Regions from separate parts of the Sus scrofa genome. Here region 2 is linked to region 1. Evidence: chromatin contacts called from public Hi-C data. All regions are on one chromosome and are shown on one strand. The core of a region is the stretch at or near the end of the contact, and the rest is flanking DNA. Distances in the headings are between cores, read along the strand shown.

Region 1 (5,309 bases), core at 1,582-4,081:
GCAACATCAGATACTCAGCCCACTGCAGCAGGCGGGGGATCCAACTAGTGCTGCTGCAGAGACAACACTGGGTCCTTAGCCTACTGCACCACAGTGGAAACTCCTCCTGAGTTTTTAATCTAATGCACTTTTTATGTATCAGACTCTCCTCCGGGTTGCCACATTACATTCAGTTGTTGCATCTTCCTAAATTCCTCTTAGCCATGAGAGTGTCTCACTTTTTTTTTTTAATACTATTTTAAAATTTTTATTTATTTTATTTTTCACTTTCTTTGTTTTTGATGACCTTGGCGGTTTTGAGTAGTAATGGTTGTAGGATGTGCCTTTCTGGGAATTTGTCTCATGATTTTCTCATGATTGGACTGGATTGATGAATTTGGGGGAGAAGAGCATAGAGGTACTATCATTTTCCCCATATGTCAAAGGTACTGTGGTATAATCAATATATTGGATCTTTGTCCCTGGCTTCTGAGAAAAATCTCCTAAAGCCCTGGGAATTTCCTGGGTGAGAGAAATGTCTTTGTTATTCATAAGGAGATCCTTTTGGGCACACCTGAGTTTCTGCTAATGAGGTAGGGGTCCCTAGATAGGCTTAGGATATGACTGATCACCAGAAAGATCAAAAGATTTAAGGTTGGAGCTTTCCGCTCTACCTATCAACCTCTGGGGAGGGAAAGGTGGTGGCTGAAGGATACAGATTAAACTCTATAAAAACTTTTTTAAAAATTATTTTTATTTTTCCCATTATAATTGGTTTACAGTGTTTTGTCAATTTTCTACTGTACAGCACAGTGACCCAGTCACACACACACATTTTTTTCTCACATTATCCTCCATCATGTTCCATCACAAGTGACTACATATAGTTCCCTGTATATAAAAACTCTTGAACAGCAAGATTTGATGAAATTCAAGGTTGATGAACCCATCCGTGTGCCAGGAAGGTGGTGCATTCCAGTTCCAGGGGGATGGAAGCCCTTGCACTTGGGACCCTCCCAGACCTCGCCCTATGTATCTCTTCATCTGTCTTTCCATCTGTATCCTTGCTAATAAGCTTTGTAATAAACTGGTACACACAGGCAAATATTTCCTTGAGCTCTGTGAGCCATTCGGAATCTGAGAGACTGCTCTGAAGAAGTAAGATGAGCTAGGATATATAGGAGTTTTTGCAGAAAAGACCAGCTAGTCAGAACATCAAAAGATTACTATTTGGAAAACAAACAAAAAATCCCACTTTTTTGGTTTGGTTTGGTTTGGCCATGCCTGCAGCAGGTTCCTGGGCCAGGAATTGAACCCGAGCCATAGCAGTGACAACATCGGATCCTTAACCCAATGCACCACCAGGGAACTCCAAAAGATTACCGTTAATTGAAGGAAACTGTATACCTCAAGTTAAGGAATTTAGTGCTTTTCTATATATGGGAAGACGCAAGAGTCTGGCTCACTGAAATCATCCTTTGGATATGCACCTCAGCTGTCTGGGACCAGTATCCTGTGCTTTCTCATCCTGAGTCTCCTCAGGGTGCACCATTGGAGGGTGGCTGCAGTGGTTGAGGGTTTGATGGCAGCATCCTGTCTCCATCTGGAGTTCCCTCAGGGCTCATGGTTTGGTTAGGGTGGCTATAAAGTGATGGCTTGAGGGCTGCAACAGCCTTTGTTTACGGATATGGCTGGCAATATTGTTCATTCACACTGCTAAAAAACCAGACATATTGGAGCTCCTATTGTGGCTTAGTGGGTCTAGGACCCTATGTTGTCTCTGTGAAGTTGCAGATTCAGTCCCTAGACTTGATCAGTGGGTTAAGGATTCAGCATTTCCGTAACTGTGGCATAGGTTGCTAAGGTGGCTCAGATCTGGTGTTGCTGTGGCTGAGCCATAAGCCAGCAGCTGCAACTCTGATTTGACCCCTAACCTGGGAACTTCCATATATTGCAGGTGCAGCTGTAAAAAGAAAAAAAAAAGTATATGTATATATACACACACATATATATTCAATTAAAAACAAAAAACCCAGACTTTTTTTTTCTTTTTTTCTTTTTTAGGGCCACACCCCTGTGGCATATGGAGGTTCCCAGGCTAGGGGTCCAATCAGAGCTGCAGATGCTGGCCTATGCCACAGCCACAGCATAGGGGTCCGATCTGAGCTGCATCTGCGACCTACACTGCAGCTTGGAGCAACGGTGTATCCTTAACCCACTGAGCAGGGCCAGGGATCAAACCTGCATCCTCATGGATGAATTCATAACCCACAGGAACCCCCTCAGACATCTTAAGTTAAAGATTTCAGTGCCTTTCTATGTATGGGAAGATACAAGAATCTGGGGTCACTGAAGTTATTCCTTAGATTTGCAGGAACTGTATGCCAAGGCCTGCTACCTATCCGAGCCAGGTAGTGTTATTCTCCTATTTTGTTTACTGGCTGTTCACGAGGGTCCCTTTTGCTTAAACTGGAGTCGCCTAGAAGGCTCGTTCACACACAGAAGGCTGGGCCCCACCCCCAGGATGATTTCTGAATGTCTAGGTTTAGGTTATTACCAGAGAACTTCCATTTCTAGCAAATTCCCAGGTGATGCTGACGTTACTGCTTGGAGAAGCCCTGAATGAGCGCCACATTTAACGTAGGAAAATCCCGACATTAGATACTGTCCTCATTTTTCAATGTGACTCTAGGTGCTCAGGAGTCTGAGAAGTAGGGAGGCTGGCCCGCGTCCACACAGGCACCTGTGGGTGTCATGTGAACAGACCTCTGAGGACCCGCGGGATTTGGCCCCAGGCAGTCCCAGAAGTCTGGGGACAGCCCCCCCTCCCCACCCAGGAGGAAAACCACTCGGTGCAGCTCCGCCGGCGACAACGACAACCTGCAAGGTCCTCTCACCTCCCCAGCCCGCCTCCTCCACGCCGCAACCGACCAGCCTGGCCGGATGCAGGACAGAACACGCGATCCAGGAGGCTGTGCCGGTGCGTCACCGGCTGGCGCTGGGCCAATGACAGTCCGGGAGAGTGTCGTTTCTTAGGGCCGGGGAGGTGGGGGCCGGAACTTCCTGCGTTTCAGTCCAGCAAGTCATTTCCCTGGGCGGGTCGGTGCGCCCCGAGAGGTGGGCCCAGGGCCGGGGGTGGGGCTGGGCGGGTGACGCTTCCCAGGCGGCTTGTGGGACCCGGTGAGGAAGGACGGGAGGCTGGGAGCCTCCCCCGCGCCTTTTAATTAGTCGCGACCCCCTGGGACGCGGTGTCCGCCAGGGTCCCTCCGGGCCGCGCGCTCTTCGCGGCCCCAGAGGCGGCGCCCGGGCCCGGGGCGCCCTTGACCCCCGGGAGACGGACGTCCCACCTCGCCCAGGGCAAGGCCAGGCAGTGGTAGGCTGAACCTGCGACCCCCGCCTCAGTCACCTGCCTCTTAGGGGCCGCGCTGCGTCCACGGGCTGCGATGGCGGAGGCGGCGCTGATGGACCCCGCGCAGGTGAGTGGATGGGCGTCGGACCCTCACCGCTGGGACCCACGCTCACGTGCCCTGCGCTGGGGCACCAAAGATGGGCGTGGCTCAAGGAATTTCCACCTTTCTCCTCTGCTTTTGAGGGCGCCCTGGGCATGGGGTAGGGTGGGGAATCACTCACAGCCTAGGGTCCCCAATCCAGGCCAGGGAATAAATATATGGAGCTGCTCCCATTTCTGAACTCTAGCGGGATGAGGTGGGAAAGCGTTTACTAGGCACAGGAACCAGCACGTGCAAATGCCTGTAGTGTTCAGGGAGCAGGTGGGCCAAAGTCAGCCCTGGAATGGCAGGTTTGGGCCTCTGTTCTGAGAGTGTTGGGAGCCATAGAAGGTTTGAGAGCAGAGGAGGAAGATGATCCACCCCCACCCCGTGGATGAAGAGTGGAAAATGGACTGTTGAGGGTGAAGGTAGGGAGGCAGTCCATGGGAGTGGGGTGGGTGACAGGAGTTAGAAGAAGTGACTGGATTCCAGGTGTGTTTTTTAAGATTTTCTGATGTGGAGGCAGACAGAGAAAAAAAAAGAGGTGATTTCATGGCTTTTGATTTTAGCGGCTGGAAGGATGGCTGAAGCCTCAAGTGAGAAGGGGAAGTTGGTGTAGAAGGAGCAGGAAGTTAGGTTTGGATCTGAGTTCCAGAGACCCCAGAGTGGAGCTGGACACCCAGTTATGTGTGCTGGGGAGGCTTGGTTTAGGTCATGGGACACCGACTCTATACAGGAACCATAGGCAGACCATGTATAAAACAGAACTCTGAACCACAACCTGCAGCAACCTGCCCAGGAAGTCAACCTCTTTATCTACAGCAAACAACCCAGGAAGCCATCCTGCTCTAAGTTAGACTTGCAGGAAGCCAGATTGCTATCTCTAGTGACAATCCAGGAAGTTAAACAATAACTGCTCTAACTATTGGCCCCAAATGACCAGGACTTAATAACTGATGACTGGTCTAATTTTTGTTGCTACTTCCAACTCAGGCCAACCAGAGAAAGCCAGATATGTGCTCCTCACCAATCACAGAGAACACCTTGCTTCTGCTTAGCCTGCCCACAGCTTCCCTTTGCCAGCAGGGCGTACCCGAAGCCTTCCATTTTTTTCCACTTATAAAGCTTGCCCCCTCCTCTGTCTGCCTTTGAGTCTCTGCCAGAACGTAAGTGGCTGCCTCCCTTTCTATAGCAAACTCAGAACAAATAGCTTTTGCTTTTCTCATATAGTTGGTCTGTGTTAATGTTCACGGGAAACATCCAAAATGTGGCATCTGGTATGTGGACAAGGATGTAACTGTGTGTCCGGTCTAGGAGGGTGAAACTTCAGGTGACGTTAGGGGAATGGAAGAAGGAGGAAATTGGGGCCTGAGAACTACCTTGCTTGCCTGGGGACTTTGGCTGGCTTGTTTGGTATCATAAAGACGGATGAGGGAGTGGAGTTCCTTCGTGGCCTAGTGGTTAAGGATTCAGTGTTGTCACTGCTATGGCTTGGGTTCCATCCCTGACTTGGAAACTTCTGCATGCCTCAGGGTCAGCCAAAAAAGAAGAAGAAAAAAAAAACAACAACGTATATGAGGGAGAGTTCGTGTTCATGGTGGTTGGGAGGGGGGCTGTGTAGGGAAAAGTGGGCAGGTGGTCACGTTTTCCTGGGGGGCATAGATGGGAAAGGGGTGCTGAGGCTTTGTAGTATGCAGATAGTTGTGGGGGTTTTTTGTCTTTTTTTTAGATCTGCACCCATGGCATGTGGAGGTTCCCAGGCTAGGGGTCCAATCAGAGCTGCAGCTGCTGGCCTGCACCACAGCCACAGCAACACCAGAGCCGAGCCACGTCTGCAAACTA
Region 2 (5,309 bases), core at 1,074-3,573, 37 kb before region 1:
GGCCTGCGCCCCTGGATCTTGCTCCTTGGCAGGACAAAGAGGAAGTGTTCAAGCCTGACAGCCCCGAGGCTGCCCAACTAGGCAGGCCGCGGTAGAGGAAAGGGAGGAGCCCAGCCCCACACGGTGACATAGCTGGAGGACCGTTATGGGGGCAGGGACTTGGAAGGGAAAGCGGTTTTGCCACTGCGCACACCTCACCTCCGGCTTCCTGGGCCTAGACAGGCTGAGAGCTCCCTCTGGCCAGAAAGGGACAGAGGCACACACAGGTGTGCACAAAAGGAAACTTCAACAGGGGTCACACACAGCCCATGTCACAGGCAAACGACCGTTCCCTACAGTTTTAAGTCTCCCCCACCCCCCAGCAGCATCACAGGTATATTAAAGGCACACACAAAGCCACAGCATCCAAGCACAATTACCCACACACACCTGCAGGGCTACAAGTGTGCTACAGCCACCCACAAAGTCCCAGAAGTCACACACACACACACACACACAAACACGCGCACGCGTGCGCGCGCAGCTGCAAAGGATCCCGGGAACAGAAATCCAGGGAAAGTCCCAGGTAAGTTACATTCACACATACAGACACAAGAAAGTCGCAGACAACTGAAGGCACGTGACATTCCTAGAGTCACCGAGAGAGCCACGCAGGGAAAGAAAAGGACAGAGGACCCCGGCTAACCTGTGCACAAGCCAGGGAAATTAAGTCTAGGGTCAGCTCAGCTCTCATGGTGTTCCCCCATACGGGGGGGGGGAAGAGGAGCAAAGGCCTGCCCTTCCGTGGCGAGGGGTGGACATATCAGCTTCTGTCGCCCTGATACTCAGTCATGAAGGACTCAGGAATAATGCAGCTCCAGGAGGCTGTGGACACACCTCAACAATGCAAGGACCAGGTATTGAAATCACGTGCGGAACATGCTTTATAAACCATAACACGGGAGCAATGTCACTTATTATTGCTCCAAAGAGTCAAGGGTACACCCAAGGTCTCAGCAGGGAGGGTCCCAAGCCCACTAAGAGCCACAAGGGGTCTCTCTCTCTCTTACTTTGCACACACACAAAGCCCCAGAGGGTACCAGCTGCTCACATGGAAGCCCAGGCACACTCAACAATGTCACAAAGGGACACAGACAGGAACATTCACACAAAGATAGAATCAGAAGCAGATTATAGGCACAGCCCCAGGGGTTTCAATCATACCCACCAAGTCCTGGATGCACAAAGACACACACAAGTGACTTGGGTTTGCACACAGAGCTAATAGATGCAGAGGTAAATTACAGGCACACACAGAGCAGAGGGTCACAGCAGCAAACGCAGCCCCAGACACGTATGCACACATACACTATAAAGTCACAACTGAACACACAGGCAACTTACAGTGAGTGACACGTGGAACCACAGATGGAATCTGAGATAAATTCACACATTCACACATGCACACACGGCCAAGAAGGATCACAACCATCCTCACACTAGGAGACTTAGACATATGTTCACACATTCCAAAGTCACAATCAGACACGCATAGGTCTGACCAGATGAGCTACACTGCACACGGACATACAACCACAGGTCACAGCCACGCGGAGCCCCAGACACACACCATAGTCACAATCAGACACACACAGGGAGCTTACAGGAACACATGGAGCCACAATGGAATTGGAACTAAATCACACACAGAGCTAAAGAGGATCACAGCTGCCTGCTCGCTAGGACCTCAGATGGCATCCACACTTCCAAGACACCTACAACTGAAAACACTCTGGGCCCAGACAAGTAGGTCAATTCCCTACCCACGACCCCAGAGAATCTCAGGCACCAGGTCTGTGGCCACGCAGAAGGCCCCTCCCCAGCAGCTCCGAGACTCGCGACAGACAAGGATGGCCGGAGGGGGCCCAGACCCAGAGAGGCTGCCCCTGGGCCTGCCCGGCCTCCGGAGCCTGGAAGCCGGGGCCGGCGGGGACTTGTCTCTGCCCTGCCTCCACCGCAGGCCCGACGACCGGTCGGCCTCGCGCCCACCTCTCGCCTCCCAGGCAGGGACGAAGCAGGGCTGGGGGCGCTTCCCGCAGGCCGCACTCCCGGCAGGAAGAGACTTGGATCCCCGGTCCCAGCCCCGCCAGCCGGCGCATCGCGCCCGGGCAGTGACGTGCCGGCCTCCCAGCGGTCAGCGGCCGGCCCCCGAGCACACCCCTGCCCACCCCCTAAGCCTCCCTCCCCACGGCCGGCAGCGGTGCACAACTCCCGGACATCGGCTGCGGCCCCCCCACCCCGCCCAGCCCCCGCACCTCCCCCCCCCCCGGCGGTCCTTACTCGAACATGGATGCGGCGCGGCGGGCGCCCAGCCGCAGGGCAGGGCCGGGCCCGGCGGAGCGGGACTGGGCTGCGCTGGGCGTCCCCGCGGGGCAGGCGCCTCGCCCTGGTCGGCCGCCGCCCCCACCCGACCCGCGACCCGCGACCCGCCGCCCGCAGCCCCGCACAAAAGACCGGGGCCGCCGGAGGCCGCCGCAGCGTCAGCTCCCCCTTCCTCCCCGCCCCGTCGCGTCACCGCGCCGCCCCCCGCCCGCCCGCGGGAGGGAGGGGAGGGACCGGCCGAGGCGGGGAGGGGCGGCGGGGCCTAGCCGGAGAGTCCGGTACCGGGAGGGAGGAAGGGACCGAAGGGAGGCGGGAGAGCAGGAGGTGAGAGCCAGAGGGACACAGCCGGGGTTGGAGAGGTGGCCGAGGCGACGGAGGGACGGCAGGGACAGAGCGAGGCCCCCAGGGAGAGGGAGGCAGGAGGAGGATCAGAGATGGAGGGACCGGGCGCTGGGGCAGGAAGAGACACACATTGAGAGGGGAGGCTGGGATGCCAGAGACCCGGAGAGAACAAGAGAGAGGAAGAGAAAAAGAGAGACAGCGGATCTAAGGAGAGAGATGAGAAATGGACCCGGGGCGGAGGGGCACAAGGCGGGGGCGCAGAAAGAGGACAACACAGACTTAATTAAAACAAAACATCGCCATGGCAGCTAGCTGTCCGCCCAGGCCCTTCCCGCTCCCCTGGTACCCGGAAAAGGGTCCTCTGGCCCCTGTTGAGACTGGCTGGGCGCTCTCGGCATCCCCACCCCCCACCCCGGGGGGAACCTGAGAGGTGGGGCGGAGCTGGGGGTGGGATGGAGATTGGGGAAACGGAGGTGTTGGGGCTGTGGGTACCTGGGGAACCGCAGCTGGCGGGAAGTGGGCGGGACCCTAAGACGCCTCCCTCTCCTCATCTCTGAGGCCCTGCTGTCCTCTCAGGGAGGCCCAGCGCCTCGATCTCTGGGGACCCCCTCTTGGGCCCAGCCTAAGTTAAAATCCAGCCTTCCTGGCCCTTATCTGTGCTGTGACGTCGGGCAAGTCCTGCAAATCCCACTAACTCTGTGGTCAGAGCTCTCCCACCTGACAGTGGGGGTCAGGGGCAGCCCTGTTACAGAAAAGGAAGCCGGGCCTCAAAGCTGGGAAGTAACTCACCACTGAGGTCACGTTGCTGGACGTCAAATGGACGCAACCCTCCTTTGATGCCATGAGCTGCGCCTGTCTGGCAGTGGCCGCCTGAGTCTGCAGTGTCCTGGACTCCTTGTGCCTGTGAGTGAGTCCTGCCCCACAGCTCCTGAGCACAGGTGCCCCTGCATGGAGCCTTCTCACCACCCCTCTCCAGACAGGCTGTTCCTGCCTCTTGGAAAACCTCCATTCCCACAGCTCTCCCACCCTTACACCCCCTCCCTTCCCCCCAAACCCACCAGCTTCTCCTTTTTGGTGGACAGCAGGCCCCAAACTTCAGCTCTTCTTGACCTTCTCTTTCCCTCACACCCACATCCAGTCTCTCAGAAACCCAGTGGGCTGAGCCCACAAAATCTATGCAGAATGGAAGCCCTCCTCCCCCATCGCCCCCAGCCTGGCCCAGCCTCCATCCCCTCCTGGACCATCACACTGCCTCCTCCCTGGTCTCCCTGCTTCAGTCCAGGCCTCCTACAGTCTGCTTCCCACACACAGCCCCAGGGAGTCCGTGAAATGGTGTCAGGTCAGGGCCCTCCTGGCCAGCTCTCTCCTGGGACTCCATGTCCCTCCAGCTAGAAGGAAAGTCCTCCTCTTAGTGTCAAGGCCCTGCTCTAACTTCTTCAGCCCACTCTCACTTCTCTCGACCACTGCCTCTAGCTACCCTGCTGGTCCTCTAACTCCTCCGACACATTCCTGCCCCTGGGCCTTTGTACTGGCTCTCCCTCTGCAGGGACGCTCTTCCCCCAGTTCTTCCTGTGACTGCCATTTACCCTCAGTTATCTCAGGGGGATCTCAGAGAGGCCCTCCTTCCACCATCTCCCTGTCTCACTGCACTCTCTCTTTGCCTGTTTCTTCTCTGGATGTACTTTAAAATGTCTAATTAGGAAAAATTTATTTCAAACAGGAAAAAGTACAACAGTTCCCCCCAGCCATATTGAATAGATGTGGACCTTTTGGCATTCTTGCTTCAGGTCCTTTTTTTTTTTTTTTTTAAGAAATGGGGAAGTTCCTGTTGTGGCTCAGCAGGTTAAGAACCCGACTAGAATCCATGAGGATGGGTTCGATCCCTGGCCTCTCAGTGGGTTAAGGATCCGGTGTTGCTGTGACCTGTGGTATAGGTTGCAGATGCAGCTTGGATCCCGCATTTTGCTGTAGCTGTGGCATCGGCCAGTGGCTACAGCTCTGATTTGACCCCTAGCCTGAGAACCTCCATACGCTTCAGGTGCTGCCCTAAAAAGACAAAAAAAAAAAAAAAAAAGATTTTCTTTTAAATTCCCGGGTGGGGGCAGGGGTAAATTGGGAGTTTGGGATGAACAAATACAGATTACTATATAGAAAAAAAAAACAGCAAGGACCTACTCTATAGCACAGGGAACTGTGCTCGATTTCTCGTAATCCCCTATAATGGGGAAAAAAATCTGAAAAAAAATTAGATATGTATATGTGTACATATAACTGAATCACTTTGCTATACACCTGAAACAAACAGAATTTTGTAAATCAACTATACTTCAATTTAAAGAAATTTTCAGAAAACTAAACTAGAATTTGTTGGCTGGCAATTATTGACATAGTATTTGCATTGTATCTACAGCTATGTACATAGCATTTACATTGCATTCGATCTTAGAAGTAATCTAGTGATAAAGTCTACAAAGAGGATGTGAGTGTTATATGCAAATACTACCTCATTTTCTATGAGACATCTGCACAGTTTGGTGTCCACAGGGGTCTTGGAATAGCCCCCATAGATACCAAGGGACAACCGTGTATGTCATGTCACAAAATTT

Evidence for each region. A called contact is a pair of places that touch in the nucleus more often than the background predicts.
Region 2: a Hi-C map of liver shows a contact between it and region 1, with 5 times the contacts expected there. The contact joins the promoter of LOC102159288 here to the promoter of ZNF792 in region 1. A contact is called at or near these places in 3 of 47 Hi-C or Micro-C datasets (blood, epiblast stem cells and liver).

What each region holds. Positions count from the first base shown.
Region 1 is chr6:44,534,689-44,539,997 of Sscrofa11.1, reverse strand. It overlaps ZNF792 (zinc finger protein 792), which reads left to right and starts at 2,831. Exons shown (of 4, transcript XM_005664471.3): 1 at 2,831-3,455. The coding sequence starts at 3,423.
Region 2 is chr6:44,571,066-44,576,374 of Sscrofa11.1, reverse strand. LOC102159288 (basic proline-rich protein-like) reads left to right here and starts at 2,323. Exons shown (of 4, transcript XR_001309060.2): 1 at 2,323-2,685; 2 at 3,280-3,606. GRAMD1A (GRAM domain-containing protein 1A) reads right to left here and starts at 2,486. Exons shown (of 23, transcript XM_005664473.3): 1 at 2,320-2,486. The coding sequence starts at 2,327.